Regions from separate parts of the Sus scrofa genome. Here region 2 is linked to region 1. A link is a contact called in public HiChIP or PLAC-seq data. All regions are on one chromosome and are shown on one strand. The core of a region is the stretch at or near the end of the contact, and the rest is flanking DNA. Distances in the headings are between cores, read along the strand shown.

Region 1 (6,636 bases), core at 142-2,641:
CTGCATTCTGGGGACGGCGGGCTGGGGCCTCAGTGGGGAACCTGTCCTGTTGGGAGGGGTTGCTGCCTTTTGAACGGAAGGCCAACTGAGGGTCTCTAGGGTTTTCCACCCCCTGTGCCCTTCTTCCCACTCGTCTTTGCCTGGAGTGGGTGTGAGCAGGGGGACAGGGCCCTGGCCTGGGTCCCATATCCAGCAGCTTCTGGGGGAGTGACTGGACCAGGGTCACTCAGCAAAGTGATGCCCTGCCTTTTCCTGGGTGGCCTCTGGGCAAGATGCCATTGCTGGCCTTCCCTCCTCTCGCCCGGGGCTGGTGTTTAGGACACAGGGCCAGCCGGGGACCCCTCAGCCCCTGTGTAGATGGCTGGGCCTGGGTCAGGAGTGGCAGGCGTTTTCACCCACCGGCTCCAGAACACTCATGTTCCGCCGCGTCCCAGTACACACAGCAATGAACATGCTTACAAAGCTGTTTTTCAAACGGCCTCTCGACCCGCCCAGTTGAAGTCAGTTTGGAGCCCCACCCCCCATGCCGGTGCCTGCAAAGCTGCCTCAAGGCACCTGGGCCTTTGCTGAAAGGGGGCTGACTGTTTCAGGGGACTGTGTCACCCGGCCTGCCTGTGAGGGTGGGCCTCACCTTCCAGATGCTTGACGATGCCCCGCAGGCTGTTCCCGTGGGCTGCGATGAGCACTCTCTTGCCTGCCTTGATCTGGGGCGCGATCTCATCGTTCCAGAAGGGCAGGGCCCGGGCAATGGTGTCCTTGAGGCTCTCGCACGTGGGCAGTTCCCCGGGCTTCAGGCCTGCGTACCGCCGCTCCTGGGGGCATCCACACTGCGTTCACTCCCCAGACAGCTGCCCCGGCCCCGCCCGGGCTCCCGTCCCGAAGGCCCCCATCCCCAGGCCTCCCCCCGCCCGCCAGCAGCCCACCTTGCTGATGGAGCTGTAGTAGGGGTGCTTCTCATCCATGGGGGGCGGTGGGATGTCGAAGGAGCGCCTCCAGATCTTCACCTGCTCCTCCCCGTGCTTGGCGGCCGTCTCCGCCTTGTTGAGGCCGGTGAGCCCCCCGTAGTGCCGCTCGTTGAGGCGCCAGGTGCGCACCACGGGCAGCCACATCTGGTCCGTGCCGTCCAGGATGGTCCAGAGGGTGCGTATGGCCCGCTTCAGCACCGACGTGTAGCAGATGTCAAATTCCATCTTTGCGTCCTTGATGGCATGGGCCCCCCTCTTGGCCTCCTCGGCCCCCTTCTCGCTCAGCTCCGCGTCAAACCAGCCGCAGAAGCGGTTCTCCTGGTTCCAGGTGCTCTCGCCGTGCCGAACCATCACGAGGCGGTGGGTGGCCATGGTGGCGGTGGTGGCGGGGACGGTGGCAGGCTCCAGACAGGGACAGGTGCCTCCCGGGCACCCCCAGCTTTATAACAGTCTGTCCCCTGCCCCCACCCAGGCCAACTGCCAATTAGCATTCCAGGTCTGATGGGCAGCGGCAGGTGGCCAGTAGCAGAGCCGAGTGTCAGGCAGTCCAAGAGCTGGACTTAAAATAGCCTCACCCACCACCAGTCGCCACAGGTCCGGAGCCCGGGCTGGGTGGGGCTTCCGAGCAGGGCTGGGCATGGAGGGCAGACGTCAAGCCCGAGAGGCGGGGGCCCGAAGGAACAGAGGGGCTCTCCAGGGCAGGACTCCCCCAGAGGCTGGCGTTCCAGCCCCATCAGCCCATCCCTGCTCCCAGGGGCCCTGACGCTGTCGGGCAAGGGGCAGAAAAACCCCAGCCACTTCCTCCTGGTCCCTCAGCACAGCCGGCGCCAAGCCTGCTTTTGGGTAAGGACAGTAGCCTGGTGTCAGAGGGAGCCGGGGATGGGAACGTGCGTGTGTGTTTGCCCACGCACGTGCGCGTGCACGGTGAGTGCGTGTAGAACCGTGGGTACGTGTATGTGTTGCATGCGTGTGCATGTGTGAGCTGCCAGGAGGATCCCCCAGAGGCTCTGCTCTGCCCGCCCAGGAATGGGGTCTGAATACCGCTGGGACTTCCCTCGGGTTCCTCTGTCCCGCTGGCTCACAGGAGGAGCCCTGTGGGAGCCTGGGGCTGACAGCCGGGCTGGAATCGGCCGAGCCATCCCCTGCACTAGTCCCCTCAAGGGACAGAGGAGGAGGAAATGTTGCTGAGGGCAGAGCCAGGGCGAGAGCCGTGGCCCTGAGGGAGGTCCGGCCCTGTGGGAGGTGGCAGCAGTGGGGGGCAAGGGCTGAGCTGGGCAGCACCGCGGGCCTGGCTGCCTGGACCAGAGAGAGGAGCAGAGGGCTTTCTCCTCCCGTGTCCCTTTGCTGAATTCTCATCTACGCCTGCCACACTCCACCTAGCCCGGCTCATTCCGTCCAGCTAGAACTACCTTTAAAAAGAAAAACAAGGAGTTCCCTGGTGGCTCAACCTGCTGTGGTGCAGGTTCGATCCCTGGCACAGGAACTTCCACGTGCCATGGGCACGGCCAAAAAGAAAGATGAAATTCAGGATTCATGTCCCCAAGGGGCCCCAGGATCAGAGGTGCTGGTTGTTAGGTCTGTGCCCAGCTTACCAGGAGCACCCGGAGGTAGGCTGAGGTTGGGACTAGGCGACGGTGTAGACGGGTGCAGGCCCAGGAACTCTGCCTTCAGGTGTTGGGGACAAGGGCCACTGGGGCCTGGGCTGTGAAGAAACCAAGCAGGGTCGAGATGCCAAGTTGCAGCTGCACCCTCCCGGGGGGCCCCATCCACAGCCCCCCACTTCCTCCCACCCCGATGTCACATTTCTGAAAATAGAAGAGTGGGTAGGAGGCCACTTCTCACCGAGGTGAGAGAAGTCCTGACGCTCCTTCCAGCACCGCTGCCCGCCCAGTGCAGAGGCTCCCAGCTCCGGGTCCGGAGACGGAGGCTCTGCACCCCAGCCTGGAGGTGGAGGCCGCCCTCTGAGCAGTGCCACGGGCAGGTCGTGCCGCTCCGGCGCTGTCCTGATTCAAACCACAGCTCTACGTATTGTCTGCTTTTTGTCCTCTTGACCATGGCCAGGCCCTAGAAAAGACAAAAAAAAAAAAAAAAAAAATCAACTGACTCAAAGCAAACTTTCACTCTCTTTACATCCCTGCTCAGAAATACAACCCGTTCCAAACTGTCAGCAGACTCCCCTGTACTTGCTGCAGATTTTTCCCGAATCGCAGGCCCTCTGCTACCCCTGCTCCTCGTCTTTTGGAGCTTCCCTCATTTTCCTTTTTTTTTTTTTTTTTGTCTTTTTTTGCTATTTCTTTGGGCCGCAGCCTCGGCATATGGAGGTTCCCAGGCTAGGGGTCGAATCGGAGCTGTAGCCACCAGCCTAGGCCAGAGCTGCAGCAACGCAGGATCCAAGCCGTGTCTGCAACCTACACCACAGCTCACGGCAACGCCGGATCCTTAACCCACTGAGCAAGGGCAGGGACCGAACCCGCAACCTCATGGTTCCCAGTCGGATTCGTTAACCACTGCGCCACGATGGGAACTCCCCTCGTTTTCCTTTTTGATTTACGTCGACAGAAAATAGGAACAACCAGCTCTTCTAGTGCATCCTGACTACTAGGAAGGAGTTAAATAATGGGTGGGGAGAGATGGAGGTGAGAGGGCACTGGTTTTGCTGGGAGGCAGGGGATGGGGGGCTAGAGACAGCCCCTTGGATGTGACATTTAGAAACAGCAGAAAGCAAAGGACTCAGCTAGGATGGGAGACAGCGTCCCAGGCAGAGGAGCCGCCAAAGGACCAGTCCCCACAGGACAATGAACAGGTGCGTGGTACAGCGTCATGGAGGGGCTGGGCCTTGTGCCCTGAGGAATGGGAGTCGCTGGAGAGTTTGAAGCCACTTGCAGCTGGAGAGGCAGGCGTGGAGGCCAAGAGCCCTGGTAGCGGTGGTGGCTTTGGGTTGCGTGAGGACGAGTCTGTCCGGGGGATGTTAAGAAAGCAGAAGACCTCAGAGGAGCACTGGGACTGAGAAGACCCAGCCTCTGAGCCTTGGCTCCAAGCTGACTCCTATTCATTCAAAAAGCATTTTCGGGAGTTCCCAACATGGCTCAGCAGTAATGAACCTGGCTAGTATCCATGAGGACACAGGTTTGATCCCTGGCCTTGCTCCATGGGTTAAGGATCCGGCATTGCCCTGAGCTGTGGTGTAGGCTGGCAGATGCAGCTCCAATTTGATCCTTAGCCTGGAAACGTCCATATGCCATGGGTGCAGTCCTAAAAAACAAAAAACAAAAAAATTCCCAGGATTAAAGGGACATGAACTCTGTTGACTGCTTCAGGATTTTAGCAGGGGTCGGCCCCACAAGCCTTTGGGAATATCCCAACCGAGCATCTCCCACATGGTCTGAAGGTACCCCAACACCTCAGCACTCAACCCCAACCTGCACCCACTCTGGGTCTAGATTCTTGTGAGTGCTCCCAGGTGCAACGCCTAGAGCAGGTCCAGTAATCACAGGGCTCCCAGAGAATGGACCAGGGTCTGTGGGCAAAGGGTGAGCCGTAAGCTGGAGCTATGGCACCACCTTCTTGGAAACAAGAGATTCCCAGCAGCCAGCTTGAGGAGCTGTAGGAATAAGACATTAAAGCTTAATACTTCTGCCACAAGGGGGAGCAAGAAGAGCGGAGAAGGACACCCAGGCAAAAATCTAGGAAAGCCCAGATAAAGCTACATCAACAAATAATACTCCATAAGAAGGCAACCAGTAAAGATGTAAGGAGATGCCTCCTACTTCAAATGGGACAGCAGCAAAGCGAGACTGCAAGGTATGTGAAAAATCAAGGAAATACATCATCACCAAAAAACACCAAAAACTCTACCATCAAGCTCAAAACCAGAGACTATTGCAGTCTGGCCAATGGAGAGTTCAAAATGGCTCTTTTCAAGATACGCAAGGTGCTGTCCGAAAACTCAGGAAGATGGCTCAGTGATATTAGGAAGCGCTTTACCAAGTAGATAGAAACCATTAAAAAAATCAAGATAGTCTCTAGTTAAAGAATTCACTGAGTGAAATAAAGGATGCACAGAGCATCTGTAGCAGAGTAGAGCAGGTGGAGAGAAGCGCATGGACTCAGATGATAGGAATTTTGAAATAACACAAGGGAAAAAAGGAGAAAATTAAAAAGGGAGTTCCCTGGTGGCTTGGTGGGTTAAGGACCCAATGTCACCCTGAGGATACGGATTCAATCCCTGGCCTTGCTCAGTGGGTTAAGGACCCGGTGTTGCCATAAGCTGCAGCACAAGTCTCAGATGCGATGTGGATCCCGTGTTGCTGTGGCTGTGGTGTAGACCAGCAGCTGCAGCTCCAATTCAACCCCTAGCCTGGGAACTTCCATAATACCTCAGGTGTGGCCCTAAAAAGGAAAAAAACAAAAATTAAAAAAAGGAAGCAATCCCATTTACCATTGCATCAAAGAGAATAAAATACCTAGGAATACACCTACCTAAAGAGGCAAAAAACCTGTACTCTCGAAACTCTAAAATGCTGATGAAGAAAACTGACAATGGAGAAAAGACAAGGCTGCCTTTCAGTAAGTGATGCTGGAGAAAATGGACAGAACACGCAACAAGGCAGGGACTGAGGAGAAAAGCTTCAGGGGAAATCAACCCGCCAGCAGCGCCTCGTCTTGCACTGACTTCTAGTCGCTAGAACTTCGAGGAAATACATTTCTGTTGTTTGAGCCTCCTAGTCTACGGCAGCCCTGGGATCCTGAAACACACTTCTACCGAGAAGTGGGGAGCTGCTGCACCAAACACCTAACGATGTGGAAGTGGCTTTGGAGGTGGGTAATTCAAAGAGGCTGGAAGCCTTTTAAGGTACATGTCAGAAAAACTCTAACACTCTTGAAGGCTGTCCTGGCAGAAATGACATTAAAGGGAGTTCTGGGATTTCCTTGGTGGCCTAGCAGTTAAGGAGCCAGCTTTTTTTTTTTTTTTTTTTTTTCTTCCGTCTTTTTAAGGCTGCACCACAGCCTATGAAAGTTCCCAGGCTAGGGGTCCAATCAGAGCTACAGCTGCCAGCCTACACCACAGCCACAGCAACGCCTAGCTGTGTCTGCGACCTACACCACAGCTCACGGCAATGCTGGATCCTTAACCCACTGAGCGAGGCCAGGGATCAAACCCGCAACCTCCTGGTTCCTAATCGGATTTGTTTCCCCTGCGCCACGAAGGGAACTCCGGGATCCAGCATTGTAAACTGCAGTGGCTGGGGTCACTGCTGTGGTGCAGGTTTGATCCATGGCCCAGGAGCTTCTGCATGCTGCTGGCACAGCCAAAAAGAAAAGAGAAAGAAAAAGGTCTCAGGAGTTCCCGTCGTGGCGCAGTGGTTAACGAATCCGACTAGGAACCATGAGGTTGCAGGTTCGATCCCTGCCCTTGCTCAGTGGGTTAACGATCCGGCGTTGCCGTGAGCTGTGGTGTAGGTTGCAGACACGGCTCGGATCCCGCGTTGCTGTGGCTCTGGCGTAGGCCAGTGGCTGCGGCTCCGATTCGACCCCTAGCCTGGGCACCTCCATATGCTGCCGGAGCGGCCCAAGAAATAGCCAAAAAAAAAAAAAAAAAAAAAAAAAAAAAAAAAAAAAAAAAGACCAAAAACACAAAAATTTAAAAAAAAAAAAAGGTCTCAGATAGAAA
Region 2 (6,609 bases), core at 4,069-6,568, 190 kb after region 1:
CTCCACCAGAAGCTGACTGTAAATTAAAATGAAATCCATAAAGATTAAGTCACGAAAGAAAAACACTCCTAAGTGAACACAACTGCAGAGACAAAACAGCCCATAAACGTTTTCTAGGCTTCACAAAACTTTTGTAATTCCAAAGATCTCCTAAATCTACATATCATTCCAGGTCCACGCACCAATACCTATAAACCGCTACAAGTGGCAGCCCACAGTGGGCGGCTACCACGCAAAGATGGGTAAGACAGCTCCCCTATTCAGGAAGCCGCCGGCTCAACAGGGGTTTTAAGATGTTAGCAGGTAACTTACCATGTAGTGCTGAGCAGAGCAGCCCAGCAGAGGGGCTTACAGCCAGGGCAGCGGGAGACGGTCTGGGAATTTCGAGGGACTGTGAGACTCTCCCAGGGGAAGGTGGGAGAGAAGCCGCTGGATGTGAAATGGCAGAGGGGGACTCTGGAAAGAGCTGGCATTGCGGGGTGGGTGAAGAGTCTAGAGTGGCTCTGCAAGGAAGTGTGGCCATGTGGCAGGTGACGAGGCCTGGGGACAGTGAAGGGCAACAGCTGATGCTTCCTCAGGGGGACCGAAACATACTCAAACGAGTTTTGGGGAGGGCGGGTGAGGAACTCAGGAGAGGCCCAGGAGTGAAGGAGGACCCACACAATTCCCCATCACTGTCACATTACAGCATCCCTGACACCAGACCTGCACAACAGGAAAGTCAGCCCGCCCCTCCACCTGGCCTAGGAGCTGCTCGGAGGAAGAGGCATGTATTCTAGGGGCTCTTTGTCCCAGGCTCACTGAGACATGTGCCAAGTAGACAGACACTCAACTCACTGCCAGCATTCGTGGTCATAAAAACACATGCACGTTCTCAGACAGGACAGAGAATATTCTATCCAAAACAGAAGGAAAGAAAGCCAGAACTGTGGAATGTCTTAACACACCATAAATATAAATGGGAAACAAGGGCAAACACAAGTGAGGAGAGCTGAAAAGCACTGGAATGGGTTTCTAGGAGCACCCGTTTCTGGCCCACGCAGGTCCCAGAACTTGAACGTGAGGCCACCAAGCCTCCACCAGAGGAGGCCCCTCCCAGGACACGGAGCTTAAAGCATGCACTTAGGAGCTCTTTCTGAAGAAATGAGAACTTACAAGGTGATTGCTGATGTTTTTCATCTTTTCCACAACACTTTTCATCGTCTTCAAGGCTGGTAAATAGATACTAACCTATGAAGCCAACGAGAAAGACCGGGAGTGTGAAAAACAGAACACAACCAAGTACTGAAAAGTGCTGGTTATCTCTGGAACATGTGTACACTTAAAACCCCTGGAATCCTGTTTTTAAATTGTCTGAAAAAGGTGTTTTTAAAATATAAAAACTCTACAGCTTCACCAACTCCTGCCTGCCTCCGGTTACCTCAGCGACCACGTCCCTGCGGGCTTTCTTCTGGTTCTAGGACTACAGCCCTGCAGCTGAGATGCCCCGTACACACCCTAGGGGAGTGAGACTCAGCCGGGCAGAGGCTGCCCCCTGCGGGGCTCACACCTGGCCTTCTCCTACTCTGTGCAAAACATGGGGCAGCGCCGCGGCAGGGCTCAGACTGGGATACAACAGTGCCGGCTTTTTCCCAGTGTAGATGTCTTCCAGGAGAGGTCGGGTAACGACTCCGTTCAGTGTATGTTCACAATCTCTTCTTCAGCGAATTGGGAGCAGGAGGCAAAGGACCCTTTGGGATCACCTTCATTTCCAGCGGCTCTCGGGCTTGTGTCAGAAGATCTAAAACAGCCTCTCCTTTCGGCCCTTACACACACCTGGGACATCACTCCTTACAAGACAAAGAAAAAACCAAGTCCTGAGAAACGCACCCTGGTGCCAAGGACCATCGCTCCCGAGAGGTGCAACGTCCTCCACGTGCCACTTTAGTTCCAAGCGCCATTACTGAGCAAGACTATCTCCTAACTGTAAAGGGCGTGGTGTTTCTGTCATACACAACACTATTTTAAGATGTTTTACGTAAGCAACTAAAGGCAAATATTCCAACTTCTTCCCCCGGAGTATCCTTTAAAAATGAATGCCCCTTGCTTTTCAGACACCACACAACTCTTAAATAAAACAGACGGCAAGACTATAACTGAAATCAGAGACTTCCAATCACACCATTTACTGTGCGGTGAGGAGAGACACTAGGCATCACTCACGTCAGCCTCTGGGACTGTAGGTTCCTGTAAGTCCTTCCACAGTTTTCTAGGAATAACCTTTACGGGGATGTCATGTGTCACAATGCGATTACTGCTTGACAAGGATAACTGCCAAGAGAAGAATTTAAACAATTTTTATAACTTGAAAAAAGAACTGAAAGACAAAAAAAGTTGATACCAAATTTAATAGAATGTTCTCAAGTCACTCATCAGAGTCCATTTAGCACATATTAATGGGGTGCTGTTCCAGCTCTGGGTCCTCTTAGGAGCTGGAAGTGTCCTCAACAAGAACAAGATAAAGTCCCTGAGGTGCCAACGGTACGCATGGGTCAGTAAGGAAGAGAACGCACAAACTGTGTGAGCTGATGCAATATGTACAATCACTACTGCAGTCAAACAGCAACCAGGTGAGCATGTGAAGAGGTTCTTAGCTAGGAGATCAGAAAAAGCTTCTCTGAGAGGTGATGTTTCAGATCGGACCAGAACAAGGAGAAGCTGTCAGCCACAGAAAAATAGGGACGAGGGGCACAGTGTTCTCCCAGGCAGGGGAACAGCGTGTGTAAAGTCGTGAGGCTTTTCAGACACCACACAACTCTTAAAGGGGTGTAGAAGGGACCGAGAGACCCTTTTGTGTGCAGGGGACACTCAGTGTGCAAAAGCACTGGAAGGATAAAACTAGGCTTGTCTATGTGCAGAGGCTCCTATGAGACTCATAATGAAGCAAGATATCCTGCACTTCAAGATAGAAAAGCAGTATATGTTGCTATTTTGCTTTTCTTTAAGCATCTGGAGAACCATACTACACTTACATTGTGAGGTGAAATACTCTGATTAGCTCTAAGAACTGCCTAACTGCCAAGAGCTGAGAAAAAAGTATGAAGAAAAGGAATCCTCCTCCATAGAGCACTAAATTAAATGCAGTGCTCACACATCAAATAAAAGTACACAGGAGTTCCCGTTGTGGCTCAGCAGGTTAAGGACCTGATGTTGTCTCTGAAAGGATGCAGGTTCGATCCCTGGCCTCGTTCTACCAGTGGGTTAAGGATCTGGAGTTGCCACAAACTGTGGTGTGGGTCACAGATGCGGCTCAGATCTGGTGTTGCTGAGGTTGTGCCACAGGCTGGCAGCCACAGCTCCAATTTGACCCCTAGCCTGGGAATTTGCAAAGCCTCAAGTGTGACTGTAAAAAGAAAAAAAAAAAGGTGTTAATGGCAGAAGAGGGGAAGAAGGGAGGGACACACAAACACTTGAAAGGTGAAAATGGAGAGAAACAACTGTTTCTAGACTGGGTGACAATACCAGTAAAAGAAATGGAGATGCTGGGGGGTGGGGGGATGTGCCTGGGCTGTGGGATGGAAATCCTGTGAAATCAGATGGTTATGATCATTATACAATGACAGATGTGATCAATTCATTTGAGTAATTAAAAACAAAAAAAAGAACCATGTACCATACAAAAAAAGAAAGAAAGAAATGGAGATGCTGGAATATGCAAATCTAAGAAAAAAGATGCAGATGTGTTATTTCATAGGCAAAGCAGGATCCTACTTGAACAGTACATGATAACAATGTCATTTAAATGCAAGGAGGATCTGGGTGGCTAGGATCCATGAGGATTCGGGTTTGCTCCCTGGCCCCGCTCAGAGGTTGAGGATCCAGAGTTAAGGATCTGCAATGGCGTTGCCATGAGCTCTGGTGTAAATCGCAGATGCGGCTTGGATCCTGCGTGACTGTGGTGTAGGCCAGCAGCTGTAGCCCCGATTAGACCCCTAGCCCTGGGAATTTCCATATGATGTGGGTGCAGCCCTAAAAAAGCAAAAAAAAAAAAAAAACCTTAAAAATAAAAAATAAACACAAGGAGGACAGACCTTTCATTTCAATAAAACCAATTAGCTTCCCACATAGCGTTAACATGCCTAGGCTTATAACTTCTAATTCCTTCTGGGAAGTTTAAGAAACGATCCCTTCCTACTTACCAGCTCTATAGAAACTGTGAGGCATGGAAAGTGTTTATTAGTCAGCTTGATTTTCAAAGATCTGGCATTCTGGGCAGTTTTCAAGGCTCGAGATAAATTTTCCGACGTTAGCTCTAAATAAATCTCGTTGTTTTGTGCAGAGACACCTTCCATTTGAAATTCGCTGAAGAAGTTCTCCTAAGGGAAAAAAAGGCGGCGGGAGGGGGGGACATGTACGCCCTTCCCAATGGCATTTAGGGGGAGTCTGCAGGCCTCTCAGGAGCTGGCACTCACCTGTTCCAGCTCACACCACATGCTCACCCCTCCATTGGCCACCTTGTCAGAGAGGATGAAATTCAACTTATCCGGGCTGATGCGCAGCGTGCAGGTTTTGGCAAGCTTGGCTATCATGTTACTGACTCCTATAGCAAAGGGTTAAAATAAGAAATCACTAAGAAGCAGGCCGAGTATCCCAGACGCCACGTCAGCCTGCAGAACTCCCGATTCAGTTCGGCATGGTGCGCTTTCCCGGTGGAGAAAATCCCGTTTACACTACGACCCACCGGGAATACCGCTTTATCCCGCTGAAGTCACGCCAGCCTCTCAACAGGCCTGCACGGTAGCATCGCCCGCCGCCCTCAGGACTGGAAGAAAGAAACCCAGACTCAGAGGCTAACTGGTGCCGATCGGTCGCATTCGTTCATTCCGGGCCCACCTGCGGCCGCTGGGTCCTGCAGGGGGCAAGACTAGGCCGGCAGGGGCGGAGAGCGCTCTGGGACCGGAGTGGAAATAGAGGTCTGCGTCTTTAGGGGCCGGCGACCAGTTTAAGGAAAGCCACGCAAGGCAAGTCCGGTTTTAGGAACCATTCACGTCCACCTGCGCCCGCCGCCAGCCTCCGGCTGGGCCCCCATCCCTTTCGGCCCCACCCCGCCCCTCCTCGCAGGGCCCCAGCCGCGCGCACTGCCTCCTTCCCGGCCGCCCTCCCTCCACTCTGCCCTCCTCTCCACGACCTGGGCCGACGCGGCCGCTTACTCACGGGTGAAGTGGTTCAGACAGGCCCCGTCCACAATCTTGGCCCGAAACTTCATGGCGGGACGCGGCCCGCCGGGGGCGTCTGCCGGCGACACACTCCAGTGCGTCCCGCCTTAAGCTTCCCGCCGGAAACGCCGCAGCCCCGCCCTGGGTTCCGCCCGCCTCTTTGGGGCGGGGAGCCGGGCCTTTGGGTCCCGCCCCCGGGGTGTGGCAGCATCTGCCGGAAGTGACGCCATCACCCGCCCTCAGGTGCAGGAAGTGGTTCCGAGGCGGCCCAACTTGAAAGAACTTTTGCGATACTTATTTCCAGTGCTGTTTCAGAACCTCAGAAATAAAGTCAATCCTTTATTTATAAAGTATTAGGTGAAACGATCGCTTAAATATACACCTCTGATGTGGGGGAGCTTTAGAACCTCCCCTCATGTTGCTTTAAAATTGCTTTAAATTTCAAATTTGAGTCCGGTTGTGGCTCAAAGGTCACTAGCATCCACGAGGAGGCAGGTTCAGTCCCTGCCTTGCTCGCTGGGTTAAAGGACCCAGAGTGGCCATGAGCTGTGGTGTGGGTGGCAGAGGAGGCTGAGATCTTGAGTTGCTGTGGCTCTGGGGCAGGCGGGCAGCTGCAGCTCCCATTTGACCCCTCGCCTGGGAACTTCCATATGCTGCAGCTGCGCCCCTAAGAAAAGAATAAATCATTAGATGAAGTGGTTGCTCTGGAAGTCATGGATGTGATTAAATAATGTATCTGAACAAGCTTTGTAAACAGTGTTTCATAATATATTGATATTTACCTTAAATCACTTAGTTTTTTGCCATTTAAAAAAAACCATTTTTTTTAGGCATAACAACATCTATGGTGTTGGGTGTTTGGGGAAAATTGTCTAACCATAAATGACTGAGTTGATTTGTTCAAGAGGAAAAAAATTAGGAGTTCCTGTCATGGCTCAGTGGTTAATGAATCCGACTAGGAACCATGAGGTTGTGGGTTCGATCCCTGGCCTCGCTCAGTGGGTTAAGGATCCGGCGTTGCCTTGAGCTGTGGTGTAGGCCACAGAGGCGGCTCGGATCTGGCGTTGCTGTGGCTCTGGCATAGGCTGGCGGCTATAGCTCTGGTTAGACCCCTAGCCTGGGAACCTCCACATGCCACCAGTGCAGGCCTAGAAAAGACAGACAAAAAAAAAAAAAAAAAGGAAAAAAATTAACTTTTTGGCGATATTAACCCCCCAAAAATAGAAAGTTTTTTTTTAAACTTCCTAAGAAGATATGTGAGTATATATGCTGTACAAAGGCCCAAATAATACAGGGAATTTTGAAATTAAGCTGTAACAATCTTTTCTTGAAAGAAAACAGGGATCTTACGTTTTCTTCCAGTCTTCTTAAATAGGTTTAGCAAATTAATAATTCAGTAGTTTCCGTATGGGTG

What was found. HiChIP or PLAC-seq counts read pairs in DNA pulled down with a chosen protein or histone mark.
Region 2: an H3K27ac HiChIP or PLAC-seq map of skeletal muscle shows a contact between it and region 1. The contact joins the promoter of HUS1 here to the promoter of PGAM2 in region 1. A contact is called at or near these places in 1 of 5 promoter capture datasets (liver), 8 of 47 Hi-C or Micro-C datasets (embryonic fibroblasts, epiblast stem cells, mesenteric adipose tissue and 4 more) and 1 of 2 datasets of contacts at active chromatin or transcription factors (skeletal muscle).

The regions. Positions count from the first base shown.
Region 1 is chr18:48,705,247-48,711,882 of Sscrofa11.1, reverse strand. PGAM2 (phosphoglycerate mutase 2) reads right to left here and starts at 1,391. Exons shown (of 3, transcript NM_001134968.1): 1 at 924-1,391; 2 at 632-812. The coding sequence starts at 1,337. LOC106506850 (a long non-coding RNA gene) reads left to right here and starts at 1,687. Exons shown (of 2, transcript XR_001302456.2): 1 at 1,687-1,808.
Region 2 is chr18:48,521,674-48,528,282 of Sscrofa11.1, reverse strand. HUS1 (HUS1 checkpoint clamp component) reads right to left here and starts at 5,318. Exons shown (of 9, transcript NM_001136511.1): 1 at 5,194-5,318; 2 at 4,452-4,579; 3 at 4,179-4,355; 4 at 2,203-2,310; 5 at 1,156-1,230. The coding sequence starts at 5,245.